Regions from separate parts of the Sus scrofa genome. Here region 1 is linked to region 2. Evidence: chromatin contacts called from public Hi-C data. All regions are on one chromosome and are shown on one strand. The core of a region is the stretch at or near the end of the contact, and the rest is flanking DNA. Distances in the headings are between cores, read along the strand shown.

Region 1 (4,862 bases), core at 466-2,965, 70 kb after region 2:
TATGTACCCTTAAGTGCAAGACAAATCATTTCTAGGATAACTAATAAGGCAATAAACGGCCCTAACTGCAGTGTTACTGGAGGGTACGGTATTATGGCACTACAAATTCAAAGCTATTGCACCCTAATTCTACTACAAGTGTAACTACAAAAATCTCACTGTGAATGCAGCAAGTTTTTCACGCCGGACCAAGAAACCTAGCACTACCACATTTTGAATTTTTCAATGTTGGGTTTATCTTTAGTATTTGGAAAAGAAAGATAATCCAACTCAACACATGACAATTGTTTCCACTCTGTAACTACATTTTAAATCATCAGTGGTCAAGACCCCTCTCCGCAAATCGCTCCTAAAAGAGAGAAAGTGTGGACTCTATATTCAAAAACAGCACCTGGAAAGATTTGAGATAAAACCACAGAGCTTCAGGGCGGCGGGCAGCTTTGTTCCCGGTTTTGGGAGGTTTTCACATGTAAATGTTCTCAAAGAAGGGAGCCGAGGATTAAGGGTGTGAGGGTGGGGGACTGGAGGCCAAAGCCGGCTTTCTAGCGGACTAACGCCGAGCAAATACTTGTCTCTCCCATTCAACTTTTTGGGTGTCACGTTGGGGCCCCAGAGCCCATAAGATGGTTGGGTTAGCGACTCGGTATGGTGCCGCCTCCTAGTTTATTAACCCCACTTCCCAAGTGCAGGAATCCCGGGGGAGGGGGATGAACACCCTCTCCAACTCCTCCCCGACCTGAGATCAGAGTCCAGCCGCCGTCGCGCCGCGGCCTGAGCAACAGGAGAGCCGAGGCCGCCGGTCCGCCAGCCCCGCGACCGGCAGATGCTCCCGCTCCCCCGCCCCCCACGCCCGCCCGCGCTTCTTTCTTAGCCCCTTGCGGGCTCCCGGCACAGGGAAGCCAATAACGGGGCTGGGAGCAGAAAGCGAGAGCGCCGGGACCTGAAAAGGGGCGAAGTTAGAGACACCAGCGCCGACGCGGGCCGGAGGAGGCCGGAAGGGGGCGAGAGGGGCAGCCCGAGGTCGCCGCCCGGGGGTGAGCGGTGGGGGAGGGGTGTGGGGTCGGCTCCCGCGGCCGCCGCGACCTCCCCGGGGCCACAGGCCGCTCCGCGCAGGCCCCGCCGCCCCGGAACCGGGGCAGGAAGCGTCCCCACCCCGACCTAAGCTTTAAACCTCCGGCGGCGGGAGAAGCGACGCCCCGACTCCGGCGGCAGGCCCGGCACCCCAGTGTCCCGAGAACCCCTCACCTCCTGGTTGAAGGCGTTGACGGCGTCCATGTTCGCGCTGCGGCGGCGGCTGCTCCGGGCCCGCCGGTCACATAGACCTCGCGCCGCGGCGGAGCGGGGCAGGGGAACCGGCTGGGCCTGAGGGGCCGGAGGAGGCGATGAACGGCGGGGTCGGAGGCCGGGTAGGAAGAGGCTGCGGCCGAGGCGGCGGGGCGGACGGCCGAGGCAGAGGCGGAGGGGTGGCGGGCCCCCTCTCAGTCCCGTTCCGAGGATGAGGCAAAAGAGGCGGCGGCGGCGGCGGCGCTGGGCTCCAACATGTCCGTTTGGTGGTGGCGGCTGCGCTCTGCGTCTCGCTGACACGGCCCCCCGCGCCCTCACGCACTAGCCCACACTGGCCCGACCGGCAAGCGGGCGGGCCTCTCTCTCCCTCTCGCCAGCGGGATGGCGGCAGCGGCCCGAGTCCACGCCGCGCGGGGCACCCTGGGACAGCTCGGGCCTCCCAGCGCTTCCTGTGCCCGGCCCCCGCCCCTCCCCGCCCCGCCCCTCCCGCGCTGGCCCCGCCCCCGCCCGCCCGGCGCGCGCGCGCGCGCCACCCGCTTAGCCGGTGGCTCGTGACGCCGGTACGCCGAGCTCTTTCCCGCCCGCTGCGGCCGCGGGCCCGGGAGACTGCCTGGCCAGAGGCTGGGTTCCCCGCGAGAGGCGCCGAAGAGCGCGGGATCCCAGCGCTGGAGGTTGGCTCGGGCAGTGCCCGCGCACGCGCTCGTCCCTACCCTACGCGGCGCTCGTAGGGTCGTTTTTGTGTGCCATTCTACCCAGGCAGGCCCTACACCCGGCCGGGGCTGGCGGGGCTGGCGGGTTCAGTGCTGCTTGATCTTCGTAGCCTGGAACAAAGGGCTCGGGATTTGACTTCAGCCCGTCGGGCGTGCACTTTGCAAGCCCCCGTGCAACCTCTACCGATGCAGCCCCGTGTCAGCCCTAATTGTGTGGGTTAATTCTGAGTAAGCTCCAAGAAGGACGTGCAGGCATTGGAGATCCACGCAGGCCTAAAGGAACCCCTGTGCAGTCAGTCATGTGCTGCCGGAGGAGTGGATTCGCTAAACCGTGATATATCGATTCCCCAAAACGCGTTGTTTCCTTTTTGGTGGAAACCCGGCCCTGATTCACTTCTCTTGAATACCTCCTGTCTGCGGGGTACTGTGCTGGGTTCTGGGAATACGGAAATTAAAAGATCCAGCTCAGTTTAGTTGGGGAGGACAGGCGAATGAGCCGATAATAACTAAAGCGTGGTAAACATTAGGGTAGAGACCCTGGGAAACAAGAAAGATACTCACCTGACTGGAAGTCCAGGAAGACTTCTCAGAGGAGGTAGCACCCGAGCTATGTCTCGAAGAAGTAGCAAGAGTGGTTGGAGAAGATAACCCTGGCCTCGGAAGCTGGATGAGTACTGTGTATTTCCCAGGGAAGACCAGCTGGAGCTTAGGGAGTGAGGAGAAGGACTGAAACCAGGTCCGGAAGAGTCTCTGTGCCCTTCCAGGGAGTTTGGATTTTGTCCCCAAGGCTGTGGGGAGCCTTTGCAAAATTGTAAGTGGAGAGTGGTGTCATGCAACGGGTAGAATTTCTAGCGTGGGGTCCAGGAAGGATTAGCTCTAGCCCAGGGGATGCTGAGAGCTTAAGGCAATGAAGTGGAGGTGAGATAAAGTCAGATACTTAAGGAATGGCGTGGACAGGCTAGGACAGAGCAACGGTGAGGTTGAGGAGGAGGGCGGTGTCACGGAGGATGGTTTAGACTCTGGCTTGGTGAGGGCGTGGGTGGTGGATTTAGGGAGGATTGGGTTTGATTGAAGGCAGAATAGTGGTGAACTCTTATAGACTGTTTACCACATGCTGGAGTCTATCTGGCATGTTACTCTGTGTTATTTACTCTTAACAGGCTTCCGTTTGACGCTGCCATCAGTAATGCCTCTGTTTTCTAGTTGAGGAAGCAAGGCCCTATTCAGTTAATTAACATGCCCAAGGCAAGATGATGCCCTTCTGGGGCTTGTGGAGTTGGAGCTGCCCCTTGAGCAAATCAGTGAAGATGTCAAGGAGGCAGTTGGATAAACACATGTGGAGTCAGGAGAGATGGCTGAGAGGAGGTGGAGATTTGGGAGTTACTGGTGCACAGCTGGTGGAAGGAGCTGAAACAGGAGGGAAATAAGACTGCGACTCAGGTTCACGAGGGGCAAGAAATTGGCGTGAGCAGAGGCCGAGACAGTGTGGCAGAAGCCCGTCAGCTTCTTCCGGAGCTGAAGGTAGAAGTCAGCAAGGTAAAGATTGGGAAGTATTGGAGTTCCCGTTCTGGTGCAGCGGAAATGAATCCAACTAGGAACCATGAGGTTTTGGGTTCAATCCCTGGCCTCCCTCTGGGTTAAGGATCCAGCTTTGCCGTGAGCTGTGGTCTAGGTCACAGATGCGGCTCGGATCTGGCGTGGCCGTGTCTGTGGCCAGCAGCTGTAGCTCCAGCTCCAATTAGATCCCTAGCCTGGGAACCTCCACATGTCACAGATGTGGCCCTGAAAAGCAAAAAAAAAAAAAAAAAAAAGAAAGATTGGGAAGTACTGACAGCTACTGCTGCCTCAGTAGGAGCAGCATTGGCTGAAGTGCAGAGGGCAGAGGTCAAACTGATGTGCACTCAAGGAAGAAAGGCAGCAGGAGATATTTTACAGACTTGACTGTGAAGGCAGGTTTGTGAGGGCCCCAGGGGAAAGATGCAGGATAAAGCAAGGGTATGCTTGTTTCATTTAGAAGTGAGAAATGGGGAGTTCCCGTTGTGGCACAGTGGAAACAAATCCAACTAGAAACCATGAGATTTTGGGTTCAATCCCCTCAGTGCGTTAAGGATCTGGCGCTGCCATGGGATTGAACCTGCATCCTCATGGACACTATGTCAAGTTCTTAACCCCACTGAGCCACATCAGGCACTCTGAGAAGTGCACTCTTAAATATTTGTTGAAGGAACAAACAAAATAGATCCCAAATATTCTTTTGGGGCCCATCAATCATCTGTTTCATTTCACTACCTTTTTTATCTCAGCTGAACTACCATCATGCTTTTTTTTTTTTTAGCTGTGCCTGCATGCAAAAGTTCCCAGGTCAGGGGTCAAACCAGAACCTCCATGACCCTGCTAGAGTATGTGTTACCTTGCACCGCTATTATCTGGAAAAAAAAAAAAGTCATTGTGCCCTTGCCTTTCCTCTCCCTTTGTCTGTGGACAGTGGCAGAACTTAAAAATGGAGGTTGGGGGAGTTCCCGTCGTGGCGCAGTGGTTAACGAATCCGACTAGGAACCATGAGGTTGCGGGTTCGGTCCCTGCCCTTGCTCAGTGGGTTAACGATCCGGCGTTGCCGTGAGCTGTGGTGTAGGTTGCAGACGCGGCTCGGATCCGGCGTTGCTGTGGCTCTGGTGTAGGCCGGTGGCTACAGCTCCGATTCAACCCCTAGCCTGGGAACCTCCATATGCCGAGGGAGCGGCCCAAGAAATAGCCAACAACAACAAAAAGACAAAAAAAAAAAAAAAAAAAAATGGAGGTTGGCATGAGAAAAGGAATGTATATGTATATATGTGTGGAACGGTTACTTCGCCGTATAGTGGAAAACTA
Region 2 (5,691 bases), core at 1,674-4,173:
CTAGGGCCATACCCACGGCGTATGAGGTTCCCAGGCTAGGGGTCTAATCAGAGCTGTAGCCACCGGCCTACGCCACAGCCACAGCAACACCAGATCCGAGCCGCATCTGCAACCCACACCACAGCTCACAGCAATGCTGGATCCTTAACCCACTGATCAAGGCCAGGGATCGAACCTGCAACCTCACGGTTCCTAGTTAGATTCGTTAACCACTGAGCCACAACGGGAACTCCTCCAAGGGTATCATTAAATAAGTAATGCACAGCCAAGAAGTGGCTGAAGCAGGTTCTGCCTTTTTTCACTCTGGCCTTGAATTAGGACCTAGGGTTTTACCACCCTCACAACTAAATCCTCCTTACCCAGCATTGGAGAGAAACGTGGACTACCTTGGAGCTGGAGGGGGATGGAGAGGATTTTTAACTCCACAAAACAAATGGAACAGGAGTCCCCAGAAGTCAGGGCTCTTCTCCCTTAGGTGTGTCCCTTCCTGGCCCCTGTCTTGGTCTCACAAATCCAGGTTTCTTTTTTACTTTTTTATGGCCTCATATGGAAGTTCCTGGGATAGGGATTGAATCTGGGTTGCAGTGGCAAGGCCGGATCCTTTAACCCACTGCACCAGGTAGGGGAACCTTTGTCCCCGCTGGGACCTAAGCCACTGCAGTCAGATTCTTTTTTTTTTTTTTTTTTTTTTTTGGTCTTTTTAGGGCTGTACCAGCAGCATATGGAAGTTCTTGGGGTCCAATGGGACCTACAGCTGCCAGACTACGCCACAGCCACAGCCACACCTGATCCAAGTAGCACTTGGGACCTACGCCACAGTCTGTGGCAACACCGGATTCTTAACCCACTGAACAAGGCCAGGGATTGAACCCGCAGCGTCATGGATACTAGTCAGGTTCTTAACATGCTGAGCCACAATGGGAACTCCCCACAGTTGGATTCTCAACCCACTGCACCAACAGTGGGAACTCCTTCACATTTTTTTTCAGGATGCTTTCCTTCTTCTTTTTTTTTTTTTTTTGTCTTTTGTCTTTTCAGGGCTGCTCCTGCGGCATATGGAGGTTCCCAGGCTAGGGGTCTAATTGGAGCTGTAGCTGCCAGCCTACACCACAGCCACAGCAACGCGGGATCCGAGCCGTGTCTGTGACCTACACCACAGATCACGGCAACGCTGGATCCTTAACCCACTGAGCAAGGCCAGGGACCGAACCTGCAACCTCATAGTTACTAGTGGGATTTGTTTCTGCGGCGACACAACAGGAACTCCCATCTCTTTTGAGTCAGGATCCAGCTCTTGCTCTCAATTTGCATACTTCACTGGGCATGAAAGACTCTTGAGTCAGAGTTTCTCAAGGTGCCATTATCAGTGGTACCAGGGACCAAGATAGGACTGTAAATTCCAGGTTCCCACCCCAAACCCACTGAGTTAGAAACACGACCTGCGGTTTAACGAGGCTTCGGGTGAGTCTAAAGCATGCTTCCAGGTTAAGTTAACCTCACTTCAGCTCAACTCATCTTTACTACTCAGGCATCCCTGGAGGGAGAAGATTCTTCTCCCCTTAATGGCTCCTCCCCAACCCTCGGGGTTTATCAAACAATTTCCCCAACAAACGTACTCACGTGGGGGCGGGGGGGGGGGTGAGATCCCCATTTTAAGCCAAACTGTTGCAGACAAATGCACGTTCACTGTAAATGTAAGTTTACACTGTAACGTTTTTGAGAACATTAGCAAAAGTCTAATTTGCACTCTCCAAAGGTACCCACCCACAGTCTCTGGTACATTTTTCTAGAGATTTCTGAGCACCCAGATAACTATGTTTATATATATATATATATTTTTTTTTCTTTGTCTTTTTGCCTTTTCTTGAGCCGCTCCCGCGGCATATGGAGGTTCCCAGGCTAGGGGTCAATCGGTAGCCACCAGCCTACGCCTGAGCCACAGCAACGCGGGATCCGAGCCGCGTCTGCAACCTACACCACAGCTCACGGCAACGCCGGATCCTTAACCCACTGAGCAGGGCCAGGGACTGAACCCGCAACCTCATGGTTCCTAGTCGGATTCGTTAACCACTGCGCCACGACGGGAACTCCAATGTTTATATTTTTAAATAAAAAGGCACAAAGGCAGTTTGTATGCTCATTTCTTATTTTTGAAATCTCTTCTTGAAGGACAAGCAATCCTCTGGACTATGAGGAACCATCAATTATTCACCTACTCTAACCTCCTTGACGGCTGTGCCAGCAGAGACAGGCCACAGAGGTGCGTAGAAGATCAGTCAGGTGACATTTTGGTATTTTTAGATTTGTGGCCTTGCCAAACAGGAAATGCTCGCAAAGAATACACGAATCTGATAACCAAAGAAGTAACTTCACAGGTCATGGACTAAGAAAACTGCAGGGAAGAAAAGCTGAGGCCAGGGATTGGGATGTTTCGACTTTACACACTCTCAGAAATGACAAACACTAGACACATAAAAAACGAAAACTATCAAAAGCACCCAGCTCCATTGTGCCAACTTCTAAATAACAAATGCGACAACGTCACGACCAAAGTCAGAACGAACTACGTTTCCAGACAAAGGGACCTCAGGTCTTCAAGGCGTGCCGTGTATACCTCATTTTTCCAACTTCGTGTGCTGCAATCCACGGATTGCCCGTTTTTGAGGAGAAATGTTGTTTTTTTCCACAGCGCCAGCTTTCTGGGCGTTTTACAGCCGCGGGGCGGTGGGAGCCGGCGGCGTGGAGAGGAAGGCTGCACACGCGGCCCCTTGGCCCCGCCCCCGGCCATTCCCGGCCGCTCGCGTCCCGAGGTTCCCCGTGGGGAGCGGGTTGAGCGCGCGAGCGGCGATTGGTTCCGGGCAAGGGTGGGCGGGGCGAGACGGTCCGGCCTATAAAGGTTCCACGGCGCCGCCGGCTCGGTTTGCGTCGGCGTGTACTGCGGCCTCTCCCGCTGCTTCTGGTACCCTCCCAGCCCGGACCGGAGCGCGCCCCCGCGAGTCATGGCGACGAAGGCCGTGTGTGTGCTGAAGGGCGACGGCCCGGTGCAGGGCACCATCTACTTCGAGCTGAAGGCAAGGGCAGGCGCGGGGAGAGCGGCGGCGAGGCCGTGCCGCCGCACCTGTGCCCTGCAGCGGGCGGCGGGCGAGCTGGGCCTCGGGCGGCCCTCGCCACGCCCCCGGCGCGCGGGTCGGCGGGTCCCCACCGCCTCTCTGCCCCGCGACGGTGCTGCGCCCCCGGGCCGCTACCCGCGCGCGTCCGCGGAATGCTGAGTCATTGGGCCAGCCCGGCGGTGGCGGTGCGTGGTGAGGCCTGGGCGGGTCGCCCGGTGGGTGCCAACAACCGCGGGCCCCGGGGGAAGAGGAGAAAGTGAGGGAGGAAGGCCGGCTGCCCCGGGGCCTCCTCGGCATCCGCAGGCCTGGCCCGAGCCCTCACGTGCTGGAGGAGGCCGTGGCCATTGCTGGCGGGGTCATTTTCTGGGGCCTGAGGCTCTGCGGACTCCTGAGTTGCGCAGTATGAGGCCCGACCCGCCCTTGAGATCCGGGGGTGGCGGGTGCGGCCGGGCAGTCCGGGTATTCGAGCATCCGTTATCCCTTTGGGGCTTCCTTTCAGCTTGAGCTCTCTGGTTCAGGGGTCTGCGGACTACGGCCCGCGGACCTGTTCTTTCATGGGGCGGTGTTTGTACAGCCCTTGAGCTGAGTGGTTTTTATGTTTATTTTCTTAGGAGTTTGTATTTTTATATGTTCATGTTCAAAGGGCATGAAAACAAGAGTATGCGACAGAGACCCTTACAGAAAAGTTTGCTGACTTATTCTAGGTCATGGTCAGGTTCTGAGGGCAAAGAAGATGGCCCTGCAAAGCTCCAGAAGCCAGAGATCTAACAGGTTTTCCAGAGGGACGGTTTTTAACCCTGGGTGCACAGTAGACTCATTAAGGGAGCTTTTTGTATTTATTTATTGGTCTTTTGTCTTTCTAAGGCCGCGGTATATGGAGGTTCCCAGGCTAGGGGTGCAATCAGAGCTATAGCTGCCGGCCTTTGCCACAGCCACAGGAACACCAGATCCGAGCCGAGTCTGCGACCTATACCACAGCAGCTCACAGCAACACCGGATCCTTAACCCACTGAGCAAGGCCGGGGATGGAACCCGCAACCTCATGGTTCCTAGTCAGATACGCTTCTGCTGCACCACAAGAGGAACTCCTTGTATTTTAATTAAAAATTTTTTTAAATTTAAATTTAAATTTTATTTTGCTGCAGCCGGGGCATGCAGAAGTTCCTGAGCCAGGCCTCAAATCTGTGCCACAGCAGCAACCCTAGTCACAGCAGTGACAAGGCAGGATCCTTAACCTGCCAGGCCACCAGAGAATGCTTCAGGGTTTTTTTTTTTTTTTTTTTTAAATACAGATACCAGGGCCCACTTCTGGATCATTTGAATGAGAACCTGATGGGTGTTGAGGGTTGCTGTTTTATTTGTTCATTTTTGGCCTCTCTGCCAGCATGTGGAGTTCCCAGACCAGGGATCAGATCCCAACTGCTGTTGCAACCTATGCTGCAGCAACGCTGGATCCTTTAACCCCTTCTGTGGCAGGATGGTACCCGTGACTAGGTGCTGCTTCGGATCCCTTTGTGCCACAGCAGGAGCTCCAAGGATTGCTGTTTTTAAAGTTTCCAAAATGGTTCTTAGTGCGTGGGGATTGTGAATTCCATTTGGTAAGGGTAATGGATGGGATTTGGGAGTCCAGTTTAAGTTAAGAGAGCTGGAGTATTTCCATTGTGGGAAATTACCACTTCCCTTTCTTGGAGCATTCATTTAAACACATTCTCTGTTCAGTGACTTTGAAGTGTCTCTACAGTAGGCCTATTGCTGAGATGGTAGAGGATAAATCTCTAAACAAAACTGTACAGAAATACTGATAATATTGCAAAACACAATGAGGAGGGTCCCCCACTCCCAAATCTTAGTTTACCAGTGGGTGGAAAACTCTGTTGGCTTGTTAATCATGAGGGACTATTTAAAATAGGAATTAGATTTAGTCTTTAAAGTGGTTTATGGGGAGTTCTCGTTGGCTCAGCAGTAATGAACCTGACAGGGATCCATGAAGATGTGGGTCGATCCCTGGCTTCGTTCAGTGGGTTAAGGATCTGGTGCTGCCATGAGCTGTGGTGTAGGTTGCAGAGCGGCTGGGATATTGCATTGCTGTGGCTGTGGTGTAGGCCGGCAGCTGTAGCTCCAATTCAACCCCTAGCCTGGGAATGTTCATATGCCACAGGTACGGTCCTAAAAGGCCAAAAAAAAAAAGGATGGTTTATGGAAATGTGAGAGGATGGGAAAAGTAGTCTAGATAAGTGTCCCATCTGTAGAATTTATATGAGAGAGAACTTATATTTGAGCTGAATTTTTTCCTTTAAGTGGTTTCGTAATTTTCTGGAAAGGACTCTTTGGCTTTGATTAATTTTTGCAGTTTTCACTTGCCAGAGTTTGTGTTGTACTTACTTTTTCCTCTCCATTAGAGACCCTAAGAAGCCTCTGAGCATTCTTTCGCTTTGGCCATTGAGAACGAGTACAGAGGCATTATATTCAGAAGCCAAACTGAATCCACACATAACCAACGTTCCCTTGTCTTTCCATCCTCCCTTAGCAGCTTGTATGGTTCCCACTTGTAAGTTCCAGACTTCATTTTGGTGGTGCTGTT

What was found. A called contact is a pair of places that touch in the nucleus more often than the background predicts.
Region 1: a Hi-C map of liver shows a contact between it and region 2, with 9 times the contacts expected there. The contact joins the promoter of SCAF4 here to the promoter of SOD1 in region 2. A contact is called at or near these places in 1 of 5 promoter capture datasets (liver), 6 of 47 Hi-C or Micro-C datasets (fetal heart ventricle, heart right ventricle, liver and 2 more) and 2 of 2 datasets of contacts at active chromatin or transcription factors (alveolar macrophages and skeletal muscle).

What each region holds. Positions count from the first base shown.
Region 1 is chr13:195,394,519-195,399,380 of Sscrofa11.1, forward strand. It overlaps SCAF4 (splicing factor, arginine/serine-rich 15), which reads right to left and starts at 1,716. Exons shown (of 20, transcript XM_005657142.3): 1 at 1,246-1,716. The coding sequence starts at 1,275.
Region 2 is chr13:195,323,650-195,329,340 of Sscrofa11.1, forward strand. It overlaps SOD1 (superoxide dismutase 1), which reads left to right and starts at 2,924. Exons shown (of 7, transcript NM_001190422.1): 1 at 2,924-3,071. The coding sequence starts at 3,000.